Regions from separate parts of the Mus musculus genome. Here regions 1 and 2 are each linked to region 3. A link is a contact called in public ChIA-PET and Micro-C data. All regions are on one chromosome and are shown on one strand. The core of a region is the stretch at or near the end of the contact, and the rest is flanking DNA. Distances in the headings are between cores, read along the strand shown. Region 1 overlaps Gsap (gamma-secretase activating protein). Region 2 overlaps Gsap (gamma-secretase activating protein). Region 3 overlaps Ptpn12 (protein tyrosine phosphatase, non-receptor type 12).

What was found. Hi-C and Micro-C count contacts between places; a contact is called where the count stands out from the background. ChIA-PET counts read pairs in DNA pulled down with a chosen protein or histone mark.
Region 1: an RNA polymerase II ChIA-PET map of memory CD8 T cells shows a contact between it and region 3, with 27 read pairs. The contact joins two enhancer-like sites. A contact is called at or near these places in 7 of 484 Hi-C or Micro-C datasets (the AML12 cell line, bone marrow-derived macrophages, macrophages and 2 more), 1 of 115 datasets of contacts at active chromatin or transcription factors (memory CD8 T cells) and 3 of 9 other capture datasets (adipose tissue, liver and pancreatic islet).
Region 2: a contact with region 3 is called in a Micro-C map of the G1E-ER4 cell line. The contact joins two enhancer-like sites. A contact is called at or near these places in 3 of 15 datasets of contacts at CTCF or cohesin (CD8 T cells, the NIH/3T3 cell line and pro-B cells), 32 of 484 Hi-C or Micro-C datasets (the AML12 cell line, B cells, CD4 T cells and 22 more), 9 of 115 datasets of contacts at active chromatin or transcription factors (acute myeloid leukemia, astrocytes, bone marrow-derived dendritic cells and 5 more) and 3 of 9 other capture datasets (adipose tissue, embryonic stem cells and liver).

Annotation. Positions count from the first base shown.
Region 1 is chr5:21,211,347-21,215,489 of GRCm38.p6, forward strand. All of the region lies in intron 5 of Gsap (gamma-secretase activating protein), which reads left to right. Among named protein-coding and RNA genes, the nearest start is that of Gsap, 27 kb to the left of the region's middle. Within about 2 kb of position 2,750, at least 30 of the 459 cell types and tissues checked have an H3K27ac peak or open chromatin away from gene starts, as enhancers often do. A contact at or near this core is called in memory CD8 T cells, where this site is marked.
Region 2 is chr5:21,253,950-21,258,033 of GRCm38.p6, forward strand. It overlaps Gsap (gamma-secretase activating protein), which reads left to right. Exons shown (of 31, transcript NM_175437.3): 18 at 10-92; 19 at 3,921-3,974. Among named protein-coding and RNA genes, the nearest start is that of Gsap, 70 kb to the left of the region's middle. Within about 2 kb of position 1,687, at least 94 of the 459 cell types and tissues checked have an H3K27ac peak or open chromatin away from gene starts, as enhancers often do. A contact at or near this core is called in CD8 T cells, the G1E-ER4 cell line, effector CD8 T cells and 3 more, where this site is marked.
Region 3 is chr5:21,000,449-21,004,600 of GRCm38.p6, forward strand. It overlaps Ptpn12 (protein tyrosine phosphatase, non-receptor type 12), which reads right to left. Exons shown (of 18, transcript NM_011203.3): 10 at 2,169-2,246; 11 at 1,975-2,070; 12 at 824-909. Among named protein-coding and RNA genes, the nearest start is that of Rsbn1l, 51 kb to the left of the region's middle. Within about 2 kb of position 2,488, at least 62 of the 459 cell types and tissues checked have an H3K27ac peak or open chromatin away from gene starts, as enhancers often do. A contact at or near this core is called in CD8 T cells, the G1E-ER4 cell line, effector CD8 T cells and 3 more, where this site is marked.

The sequences.
Region 1 (4,143 bases), core at 1,500-3,999, 210 kb after region 3:
TGCACGTGTGTATGTGTTTGTGTGTGAGTGTGCTTGCATGTGTGTGAGTAAGAGTATTTGTGTGTTTGTATGTGAGTATGTGTGAGGGTATGTGTGAGTGTTTATGTGTGAATGAGTGTGTGTGTGTGTGAGTGAGTGTGTGTGTTAACAGGAGTTAGAGAAAGTATTTGGTTTTACACATGATGAGTTTGAGATGGGAATTAGACATCCAGAGATGTGACGTAGGGATTTAGTCTGAGTCAGAGCTCAGGCCAGAGGAGGCTGGGGTTGGAGAGTGCCCTTGGGAATCACCAATAAGCCCCATGGAAGGTTTTTTCCTGTTAATGTTTCAGAAGTACAACTGGGCTTGGTGGTGTAGCCCTTGTTAAACCAGAACATAAGGGGTAGACAGAGGAGGGTCAGGAGTTGATAGTCATCCTTGACTACATAAAACTACATGAAACCCTGTCTTAAAACACTATTTACCTGAAAAAAGAGATGATACAGCCAGAAAGGACTATAGAATGTGTCACGATGTTTTGTCCTTTGAACAGATACATTGGAAAGATTTCTTTTGTCTGACAACAAATGGTTACCGTATAAGTCATTTTACTAAAAAAAAAAAAAGAAAAGTAGTCTCCTGCAAAGTGTTGTTTAACACTCTGTTGTTTAAAATGCGATTTCTTTCCCCATTGCAAAAGAGACAACCTATAACATACTTCAAGTAAAAGATTCTCTGATCCACATACTGTATAGTCAGCTTTTACCAGCACCCTCTTTCCTTGGTCATTGTATAGTTGATGTTTGTTTAGAAAATGATCTTCCATAGGAAAAGGCCCCAGGGTCAATTCTGTGTCTTCTTTGTAGGGCTGCATTTGACACCGGATACAGTAGATCTTTCTTGGGCAGCATCTGGGGTAGCCACTTGTGTTGGAACCCCACTGTCATAAAGATTCCCCAGAGTCTTCATGCCATTAGGACAGATGAATACGTATTCCAAGGAACTGTGGTTTATCTCAAGATCTCCACTGGGAAGGACATGCCTATTATTATTCAGAGACATTCCTGTTGGTAGTGGTTGACTCCCACATTTATGGTAGTGGTACTGCTTAAATGCCTGGCCTGGAGATTAGTGGAGGAAGATGGTTCATACTATTGAGAATAAAATAATTTAAATGATAGTTGGAGACAGTTGGATTCATGCTGTAAAAGCCAGATATAGGGTGATTCCTTATTTTTCTTTCTATAGTTTTCCCTGGCTTCCCACAAATGGTGGGTTTTTCATGCAGTTAGAATGTCTGTGTAATAATTTAGTTTTAGTAGGAAAATTGTTTTCCCTTCTTGTTCTCAATTTTCACAATATTTTTATTCTATTTTTCTTTTTGACTCTCTTCAACACCAAATGCCTTTCTTATTTCTGGAGCCATGTTTTAGGTACCAAGCAGATTCCCACAGTTCCTCACTGTCAGGGTGACATAGTCTAGAGTCAACTGAGAAAAGATTCTCAGTTAAGGGATTGTCCAAATCAGATTGAGCTGTGGATGTGTCTGTGGGGGGATCCTTTTGACTGTTAATCAGTGCAGGAATGCCCATCCCACCATGGGTGGCACCATTCCCTAGGCATGTGGTTCTGGGCTATACAAGAATCTAGTTAAGTATGAGCCTCTGAAAAGTCAGCAAGCAGCCTTTGTCAGTGGTTTCTGTTTCAAGGTCTTGCTTGAGTTCCTGCCCTGACTTCCCTCATGGATGGACTGCGACTTGGGTGTGTAGGCCAAACAAACAGCCACCTTTCCTCCCTTAAGCCACATTTAGTCATGGTGTTTGTCATAGCAACAGAACGAAACTAGATCACTCATCATTGCTTTTGTCCTGTCAACAGGAAGGCAGCTTTGTGAATCGATGTGCTGTCCTGCCACTTGGCTTTTCTTTCTTTCTTTCTTTCTTTCTTTCTTTCTTTCTTTCTTTCTTTCTCTTCTTTTTTCCCCCATCATAAACCATGGTACTCATCAAACATTTGACTTTCCATTCTGTAGTTTATATTTGTGAGTCAACATAATAGCTTAATGCTGCTTGCCTTTTCAAGTGGTTTGTGTGTTCAGAAGGAGTGTGTACATGTAAGAATATTTTTGCACGAGTGTGGAGTGTGAACTCATGTGGAGGATGGTTTAACGTCAGGTGCCTTCCTCCGTAGGTCTGTTTTCTTCTGTGTGAGTCAGGAGCTCTCACTGAACCCAGAGCACATGGATTTGGCCACACTGGCTGGCCCATGAGTTAGATGAATCAGCTGGTCTCCACTCTGGAGTTACACATAAACACTGCCATACCTGCCTGTTTTATGTGATGCTGAGAATCTGAACTCAGTTCTTTATGCTTGCATATCAAGCACTTTCCCCACTGACTCATCTCCCCAAATCCCTCAAGGCTTTCTTTTCTTAGTTTCTACCAATAATTTTATTACTATGCCATTGATAGAAATGAGTACACAACAGGTCTCTAATGAACAACAACAACAACCACCAGATTGAGAGATTGAGATCTGGGCAACGTGATGCTTGAAATTGCCACAAAGGAGAAAAAACAGCCTCCAATGCTTCCTTCTTCTGCCGCCCCTGGTGCTGCCTGTGTGCTCCTTCCATGTGGACCTGGGGCCTCTTTTGTGAAGAGGAAGTTGAGGAGACTTCCGGCTCAAGGAAGGAGTCAGAAAGGACACAAGACTGAGAACAACGATCATAGCCATTTGAAGGTGGTGGGGCAGGATGCTTTTGTGGTGCAGTTTGATTAAGAGGCAGACAGCACGTAGCAAACCTATGAAAACCATTGTAAATGACAGGGTTTGTCAATGAGGCAGACATCCAGTCAATGAAGCAGACACACCTGCACAGTTAGAAATGGAGGATGAAGATACGACGACCGGTGTGTTCCCACGGCAGACAGGGGTGTCCTCTGAGAAGACTGAAAACCTGCTACTTGCCCCCAGAATCTTGTTATAGACCAAGAATACAATCTCAACTAGAAAGCCACAATTTTGTCCTGCCACATCCTGACTACTACAGTATAGTTTTCTCTTCTCTTTCATTCCCCTGCCCTCATTTCTTTATTGTTCATAAAGTAACAGGAGTATGTACACAAGCATCTCTCTCTCTCTCTTTATTCTTTTGTAAACTACACGCCTGGTGTTCTGATTTTGGTTGACATCAGATGGAGGTGGTTTGTGGGGGACAGACTGGTTCTGTGAAAATATCCACCTTTCCCCATTAGAAGCACGCTCACTCAGCACTTGTCTTAGATTCCAGTAAGTTAGTTTGCTTTAACAAAAGAGCATAACCCAACAGCATAAAATCCTTGCATACCTTGTTCAATTGGAGAATTTTAATGCTTTTCATTTATCACTGTAAAACCAAGGGCAATTTTATTACTTTTTTGTACGTAGCGGTTACATGTAGGGCAATCTGATTTAAGAAGGGATAAATTACTCTTGAATAAAATGATCCTAGATAGTTTCCCCTTCAAGTCGTGTCTTGTCGCTTAAATAAACTTTTTGCTTAAAATTAAAAAAAAAAACCCAAACAAAAAATTAAAGACACTAATGTTAAAAAGAAAAAAAAAGTCCCCCCCCCCCCATTCTCACAACACTGGGTGAGTAGCCTAGCACCCTAGAAGCTGAGGCAGGAGACTCACTCCAGATTCCAGGGCAGAACCAAAACACATCCTCCCAAATTAAACAAAACCCCTTTAACCCCAGCATTCCTCAGGTACAGGCAGAGGGATTAAACATTTTGAGCCCATCATTAACTATGGTGATTGAATCCTGGTGTGATGGTTTGTATATGCTTGGCCCAGGGAGTGGCACTATTAGGAGGTATGGCCTTGTTGGAGTTGGTGTGTCACTGTGGGTGTGGGCTTATGGCCCTCATCCTAGCTGCCTGGAAGTCAGTCTTCCACTGGCTGACTTCAGATGAAGATGTAGACCTCTCAGCTCTGCCTGTGCCATGCCTGCCTAGATGTTGCCATCCTTCCACCTTGATGATAACGCACTGAACCTCTGAACCTGTAAGCCAGCTCCAATTAAATGTTGTTCTTATAAGAGTTGCCTTGGTCATGGTGTCTGTGCACAACAGTAAAACCCTAAGACACCCAGGCTGCTTAAGACCTCTCAGAAAAGAG
Region 2 (4,084 bases), core at 437-2,936, 250 kb after region 3:
ATGTCTCAGCTTCCTCCTATTGGAGTGTGTATGCAGAGCTGGACGACATGGGCATGCTCCTACAATACTCCTCTGTGCTGACTTGGAACACAGTAAGTGACAAAATCTCGGTGCTCACCACTGTGGGAAGGGGGAGATCATTCCTGTTACGGTGACCAGCTTTATAATTTCACTTCTGTTTTGACTGACAAGCAGCTGAAGTGAAATTTCTTGTCAGATGGGTATAAACAACCAGAAAACTCAAAATCTAACTGCTGTAAAATCTGGAGCATTTTAAAGGTTAATATGGTGCCACATATGAAAAATTTATCCTATGTGGTAAAATCCTATATACATACATGCATATATTCTGAAATGCATATGCAAAAGGAGTATTATTGTGTTAGTAAAAGTTGGATGCTTTGGGAACACTCAAAGGCATATTTCTAAAGTGTGTGTGTGTGTTTTGAAAGACATTTCATGTTTAGATTTCTCTTTTCTCACTAAAAGACCTCATGTATATGAAGGATTTCAAAATCTAAAATTTTTTAAAAGCCAAATCTGATTCACTTGTGCCACTAAGCCCCTTGGCCAAGGATGCTCTGTCCGCAGTAACTCTCTTCCATTGGCTGGAAGTATTTACATAAAGCAATAGGCTTGATGTGGCAGACACAGGGTGGCTGTCACTCTTCTGGCAGGCAGAACAGAACCTCAGTGATCATATTTTATAAAAGGACACTTTTACTCCTTCATTCACCAGTTTCAAGTATTTAATAGGTTTTATGAATGAGTAATAGCTAGACCACTGTGGTAATACTTGGTACAGTTTGACTTTTGGGACCCCTTTTCTTGTTTTTTATAAAGATTTATAAAGAAAATTAGGCAACTCAAAAGCTTCAGGGCGAAGCAAAGTGATGCTTCCTGTTGGTCTAGACGCCTTTACGGTAGGCGGTGATGCACTAGAGTGCTGTTCTGTGAGAGGCGGCCTGCAGCACCTGCCTCTTCCCCTTTCAGGTAGATGGTGGAGTAGTGTGCTTGGTCATGAAGCAGGAGGTATATTAAGAAGGTATTCAGAGCATTACATTTAATTTAGGCAACAGACATTGGGAAATACATACTAAATTGTGACACTTTTCACTTTGTATTTTGCTTAAGAGGCATATAAAGAGCATGCTTGTAATTCGGCACTCAGGAGATGCAGGCAGGAAGATCTTCAGGTGGAGGTTAGCCTGGACTACATAGTAGTGAGACCCTGTCTAAAGAAAAAAAAAAAGAGAGAAATATTCAAATGCATTTGATATACTTAAATTTTTTTGTTTTCTTTTTGTTTTAAGACATGGGCTCATATATGCCTGGCCTGCATCAATTGCCTGTGTAGCTGAGGACAATCTTAAATCCCTGATCCATCTGCCCCTCATTCCCAAGTGCTGGGATTGCAAGCGTGTACCGCCGTACACAGTTGTTTGACTAATTTCTAAATTTTTGATACTTATAATAGTAGTGATTTCCCGAAGGCCTTCTCTGCTTGTTTTTTTTGGATTATAGTTAATAGATTTCTTTGCTACGGTGTAAAATTGCAAGGGTAAGACCGGGTTTCTCCTTTTTCTAGGCACCCACTTTGTCTTTCTTTTAGACAACTTAGGACTGTGTGGGCAGAGTGTGGTTCTGTGGCAGGAAGCCAGCAAGTTACACCATCGGGTCAGGAAATACACACCTCAGGGCCCTCTGGGTGTTACCCACTGCTCTTCTGTCCTGTGACTGAGGTGTGGAGAGGCAGAGTTGGGAGCAGTGGTCCCTGGGCAGTGTTCTTACCCGGCTGCTGTGTGAGCCACCATGCCAATGGGCAGAGAATCATTTGTTTATTCCTCAAGACTCTCTGGGGCCCAGGAGACTTTGTGGATATACACATAACGCACCAGGAAGTCCCACAAGAAAATGTAGAGAAACCCACAGTTATAACCTCCACATAGTAGACTTATCTTGGGGTTTACCAAGTGGCTTTAAACCTTTTTGTGGTTGGAATAAGTTCCCTTAAAAGGCTCTGTGCGTTTATATTCGTCTTTAGCAATGATGCAAGTATTACCCTTCTCTAGTCACAATCATCCCTAACACTTGCTACAACAGGAAGCAGCAAGTTCTCACATCCAGATGAAAAGATTGACTTGGATTTTTTTTTTTCTTAAATTTGAGACAAAGAATTTACTATTTAGCTCAGGCTAGCCTAGAAGCCTCTCATTTGGACCACAGATGGCTAGCGCCACACTTACCAGCAACTGAATTTTTAAAATAAAGACTATTGTAAAAAACTAAAACAACAACAAAAACAAATAAACACCAAAAAACCCATACACTGAATTTAATTGAACCCAAAGTCTATACATTTCAATGGCCTTCCATACTGTTAAATAAAATACTAGATAGTATTCTTGCTTGTAGCTAATTCTAAATTGTGCATTATAATTTTAGTTATTTTAAATGTTACTATTGTACATTTGAAAATGCTATTTAGAACTTGCATAAGTTACTTTTTTGTTGTTGTTGTAAAAAAAAAAAACCAAAAACCCACAAGAATTGGTTTAAGAGAGAAGGGGAATTTTCCCACTGTTCTCCCATCCAATCCTTTGAGGCAGAGAAAGCATGGTGGCGACATCTGGCTATACTGCACCCCAGCCAGAAGTTAGGGAGCGATCAGTGCTTCGGCCCCACTGGATTCCATGTCTGTTCAATCAGTACCCACAAGAAAGGGTGATGACTGCATGTAGCGCTGGTCTTCCCACCTCAATCCACCCAGTTAGTTTATGCCTCATAGACCTGTCAGAGGTGAGAATCAATATTAACCACCTTGGGTGGTTGCACATACCTTTAATCTCAATACTGGAGAGGCAGAGCAGGTGGATCTCTGAGTTAGAGGTTAGCCCGGTCTACAGAGTGAATTCCAGGACACAGCCAGGGCTACACAGAGAAACCCTTTCAAAAAAAGAAAAGAAAAAAAAACTAACGACCAAGAAAGAAAACAAAAAAGAAAAACCTAAAACAAAACAAAACTCCAAATCCCCCCAAAACAAAAAACCAAAAGAACCAGACAAACAAACTAGCAAAACAAAAAACAAACAAAAAACCAACCAAACAAACAAACAAACAAACAAAAAAAAACCCCACAAAAAAACAAAACAAAACCAGAACATTTACTTTTCCAAAGCAAGAGACACACTCTTCTATTATTTTTGTACTAGGAAGTTATTTAAAGTAGAGGTCATCACACAGGAAGTGCTGTAACCCCCGAATTACTGATACTAGAGAGACTTCAGTGTTGTACAGTCTGCCTCTGCATTCCCTGCCAGAGGCTCCCATCCTCCCTTGCCCCCAGCGGCAAGCACTACATGCAGAGAGCTGGTTTCTGTGCTGCATCCTCTTGCGACAGCCCCTCCTCCTCCCCAGAAGGTCACTGCCTCTGTGTCTCCAAAAAGCCAACACCCAACACTCCTGATAACTCTCCAGGTGCCTGTCCTTGAGACCTTAGAGAAATAACAAGCTCAAGGGAGACCATGGAAAAAGTAGAAGGTAAATTGAGACAGTTACGACTGGCCATGAAATTAGTCCTTGAACAGACACCCATTAACCAACGCCCCCTTCAGTACTTTTCCACCCTCTACTCCCCTTTCCTGTGAATATTCACACTATTCCTATACTGTATATAAACCCAATGTTTTCTGGACTCAGGGTCTCTTGCCAGCATTCATGCAGTGAGTGCTAGGTGGGCGAAATGAGTTCGAACTTGAAAATAAAAGACTCTTTTGCGACTTCACAATTCTTGGGCTCGTCTGGGTTTCCTGTGAACTTAGGGCACAACAGAAGCTGGCTGTCCCCTGTCTATGCAGAAGATGTTCCCTGAAGGCCTGTGCATGGGCGTGATGCATTGCATTTATGTTTCCCTGTCCTAGGAAATTCCCGGAATAAAGTTTACGACAGAGGAACTCCCATTGCCTCTTATGAAGGTGAGTCCCGCTCCAAGAGGGTGAAGCAGTCATGTCGAGAAGACCTCTGCTGCCCCAGATATTACTGTGGTTTCAAAAGGTATTGCAGCCTGGCAGAGAAAGATGGAGCC
Region 3 (4,152 bases), core at 1,238-3,737:
ATTTGACATCCAGCGTCATCTTAATTTGTACTTGTTGTTTTTCATTCCTAAGTGAATTTTCCCAAACACTACTGTTTGTAGGCTTCCCACGTTAGACAGTTCTAAATGGTTTGGCATGAACTATCCATAACTCCTCGCTAGAATCTCTTAATTGTAATTGTAATCTTAATGTCTTAAATGCTCTGTGTTGCACCCAGGTGTGAATGCGGTTTCATCTCAGGCAGATGCTGTTGGGAGCACACACACACACTCACTACACTCACTCATGCGCTATGCTTGCCCTCCCTCAGGGCTGGGCATGTGGCCTGGGGCCGGAGGTGGGGAGAGGAGAATTCTTGTCTCACATGCAGGAGACACTAGCACTGTCAAACCAAACTTTAGACAAACAAAATAAAATCCTTTCTCCTTTAAGCCTCTACAACACTGCTTTCCAGTCTCGCTTCTTCCCTTTGTGCCTGCCATACATAGAACAAATGAGCCTTCAGTAGAATTTGGTCAGGAGAGGATCTGGGCAGTGTCTCCAAACATTGACTGTTCTCTGACTTCCTGGTTCTAGAGAGTCCTCCTAGCCCATTTTAAAGGCAGCTAAGGGGATATTTCGTATTCTAACACCAAAATATGTATCTTAGTATAGTGTAGTATTGATATTATATATAAAAATCAATCAAAAACCTTAGCTTATCAATAACAAATAATTGGCAAATGTCCTACATCTTAAAAAAATAACTAGTTATGAAACTAAGAAAAAATCCGATGTTGTCATTTTAGTTAGGTCAGTAGAGTAAGCATCCTTCTAGAGGAGATTCCCTAAGGCACAGAGTACCTTCGAGTCCGCGGTGGCTTTGGCGGAGGAGAGTCTTGCTTCTCGCTATCAATGGAACTGACCATAGTTCCAGTGGTAATTTCATTCTGCCAAGGGGAAAAAAAAGTTTTACTAAAATTACAGGAAAAGTAATTTTCCTTGATTGACACATGATCTCCACATTGTGGTATGTATCCCTCACCCCACATCATGTTGTATACACACAAATACACAGCCCTTAATAATAAACTAAACAATCTGCAGCTCCAGTAAGATCATTTAAGGCTAATATAGCAAGGAGTTACAGCATGACAAAAAGGGACTTTCTGGTGGCCCTATGACTATTTTTTTTTAAAGATTTATTTATTATATGTAAGTACACTGTAGCTGTCTTCAGACACTCCAGAAGAGGGCATCAGATCTTGTTACGGATGGTTGTGAGCCACCATGTGGTTGCTGGGATTTGAACTCAGGACCTTCAGAAGAGCAGTCAGTGCTCTTAACCACTGAGCCATCTCTCCAGTCCCCTATGACTGTTCTTAAAGAGCATGTATATATATTACATCCCAGTACTCAAGGAGGCCGAGGCAAGAGAACCTCCAACAGCCGGGACTACATAGCAAGATTGTCTTACAATACAAACAAGCAATGGAGTACATGCAAAAACCTACAAAATGTTATACTGCCACGCCAAAATAAATTTCAGTTAAACTCAACGTACAATTACGTAGTTAAGGGTGAGAGCAGTAACGCAGTTAAGTTTTTAAAGGTAGTTTGTACTTGAAACAATAGTGAATGTAGACTTTGACATAAGATCCTTTTAAATTTTACTTATTCAGTTTGAATCACTAACTCTGGACCGTAACTGATAAAAAGTAAAGTGAGTTAGTGACCCACATCAGATAAAAGTTAACTCCTGTGAGCCAGGCAGTCATTGCATACGCCTAATCCCAGCGCTTGGGAGGCAGAGGTGGGGATCTCTCAATTCAAGATCAGCCTTGTCTTCAGAGTTGAGTTCCAGGATAGTCAAGGCTATACAGAGAAACCCTGTCTTGAACCCCCAGCTCCACCTCCCCAAAAACCCCAAACCGAAACTCCTTTTTCAGACCACCTCACCCACCTACAGCACAAGATCGCAAGTCTGCCAAGGCTAGTGAGCCAAGAACACTTACACCATCAGCGATCTTCTGTGCTCCATGAATTTCATACAGTTGTAGCTGTTTTTCAAACAGTTGAGCAATAGCCCTATGAACAAGTTCATACTGCTCCTATTATAAAGAGAAATGATAAAGTACGAGACAGTGAGGAGCATCCAAGGAGAAACACTTACAAAAATATAACTTACAAAGAGAAAAACCAACTCTACCTTTGTTTGTACTGCCGAGTGCCTCTGTGTTCTCATTTCTTGTATTAAATTAAATACATTAAATTCCTCTGGAATTTTCTAAAACAAAGAATATAACATTATCAGAAAATAGTAAAATACCCTCCAAGTTTTCACACAGACCTTAGATACAGGCTGGATAACTGCAAGTATTTACTGCGCTCTAGCTATCAGACAAAGACAGACAGTGCTGCAGATGCACGTATCCGGTCCTCAGAATCACGCAGCAGAATGTGACTAGCCCATGCAGGAAACACAGAGACCACAAAAAACTGATAGGTGGGGGAAAAATTACACAGTTCTGAAGGGGTGAGAAAGACGGCTCAAGTCAGGGAAGTGCTCATGTAAATAAGTATGAGGACCTGGCTGCAGTTCCACAGAACTGACATAAATGCTGGTGTGGCGCTGGGGCCTGAAACCCCAGTGCTAGTTTACCAAGAGACATTAACACAGAAACTATGGTGTAAAAGAGCCAGAAAGTCAACCTCTGACCACCACTTGCTGGTGCATATACCAGTGCACAGATGAACACATACACACACCATACTGACACGCACATGAACACATAAGTGTGAATAAAAGGTTATTCTGACAAAATCATGGGAAACTGATTACTCGGAGAACTAAGACGTTGAATATGGATAAAGCCTAAGATAAAGAATTTGACTTTACTTTCTAGGCCTCTGTGTCCTTGGCCACGGCCATGCACGACACAAGTGAAAGAGCTAAGGCAGACCCGCAGGCTCGTCTCTGTAAAGACACACGCACAGCGTATCCAGTCCACACTGAGGTATGTCTGTACCTCCCAACTCTACTCCAGGAAAGACGGCAGTCTGAACCAGGAAGAAGTGAGTAGGATTTGGTTGTCTGAGAGAAACATTCTGGAGCCATGAGGAAGACTGACAAGCAAAGAATGATTTTAAGCTGTAGTCTCGAGAGACATTAAAAGCATTTTTTTTAATTTATTTTTTTATTTTTTGGTTTTTCGAGGCAGGGTTTCTCTGTATAGCTCTGGCTGTCCTGGAACTCACTCTGTAGAAAAGGCTGGCCTCAAACTCAGAAATCCACCTGCCTCTGCCTCCTGAATGCTGGGATTAAAGGCATGCGCCACCACGCCCGGCTAAAAAGCATTTTTATATCCAGTTCCAGCTAAGCTCTAGGTTTATAGTTATGTTAAGATAAATTCAATCAAGTGGGGACTATAATAAACAACTTTAGTGATGTTTCAAACAAATACTTAAAATATTCTGAAACTTTTTCCCAAATTTTGTTTGCTAGTATTTTAATATCTCTCCCTTTTCTATCTCTTCCTTTTCCAGTTTTAGTTTTGGAGTTTAAAAATATTCATTTATGCTGTGAGGTGGTGCGGCACGCCTTTAATCCCAGCACGTGGGAGGCAGAGCCAGGTGAATCTGTGAGTTCGAAGCCAGCCTGGTCTACAGAATTTTACAACAGTCAAAGCTACAGTGAAGCCCTGTCTAAGCACTATCCTCTCCCAAGTACATATATATTTCTATGTGTTTTATCTACATATATAAGTATGTATGTGCACCAGATGCTTGCCTGCAGAGGTCAGAAGGCCTTGGCTATCCTGAAAGTTATGTTTCAGGATGTGTCATGGTGTGGGTGCTGGAACTGACCTCTGGTCCCAGGCAAGAGCAGGAAGTGCTCTTTACTGCTAGGTCATCAATCTAGTCCTGTAATTTCTTACTTTTATGTTACAAATGAGATACAGGCACAGTGTCACATTCCTTTAATCCAAAAACTTGGGAGGCAGAAGCAGGAGGATCTCTGAGTTCAAGGTCAGCCTGGTCTCTCTGCCTCTGTCTGTCTGTCTGTCTCTGAAGCCAGAACCAAATAGTGAGACCCTGTGTTTCATCCCCCTTCCCCGCAAAGAACCCCAACCAACCAACCAAACATAAACAACTGGGAAGAGCGCAGTCTAGTCAATTTTTTTCATTGAAAA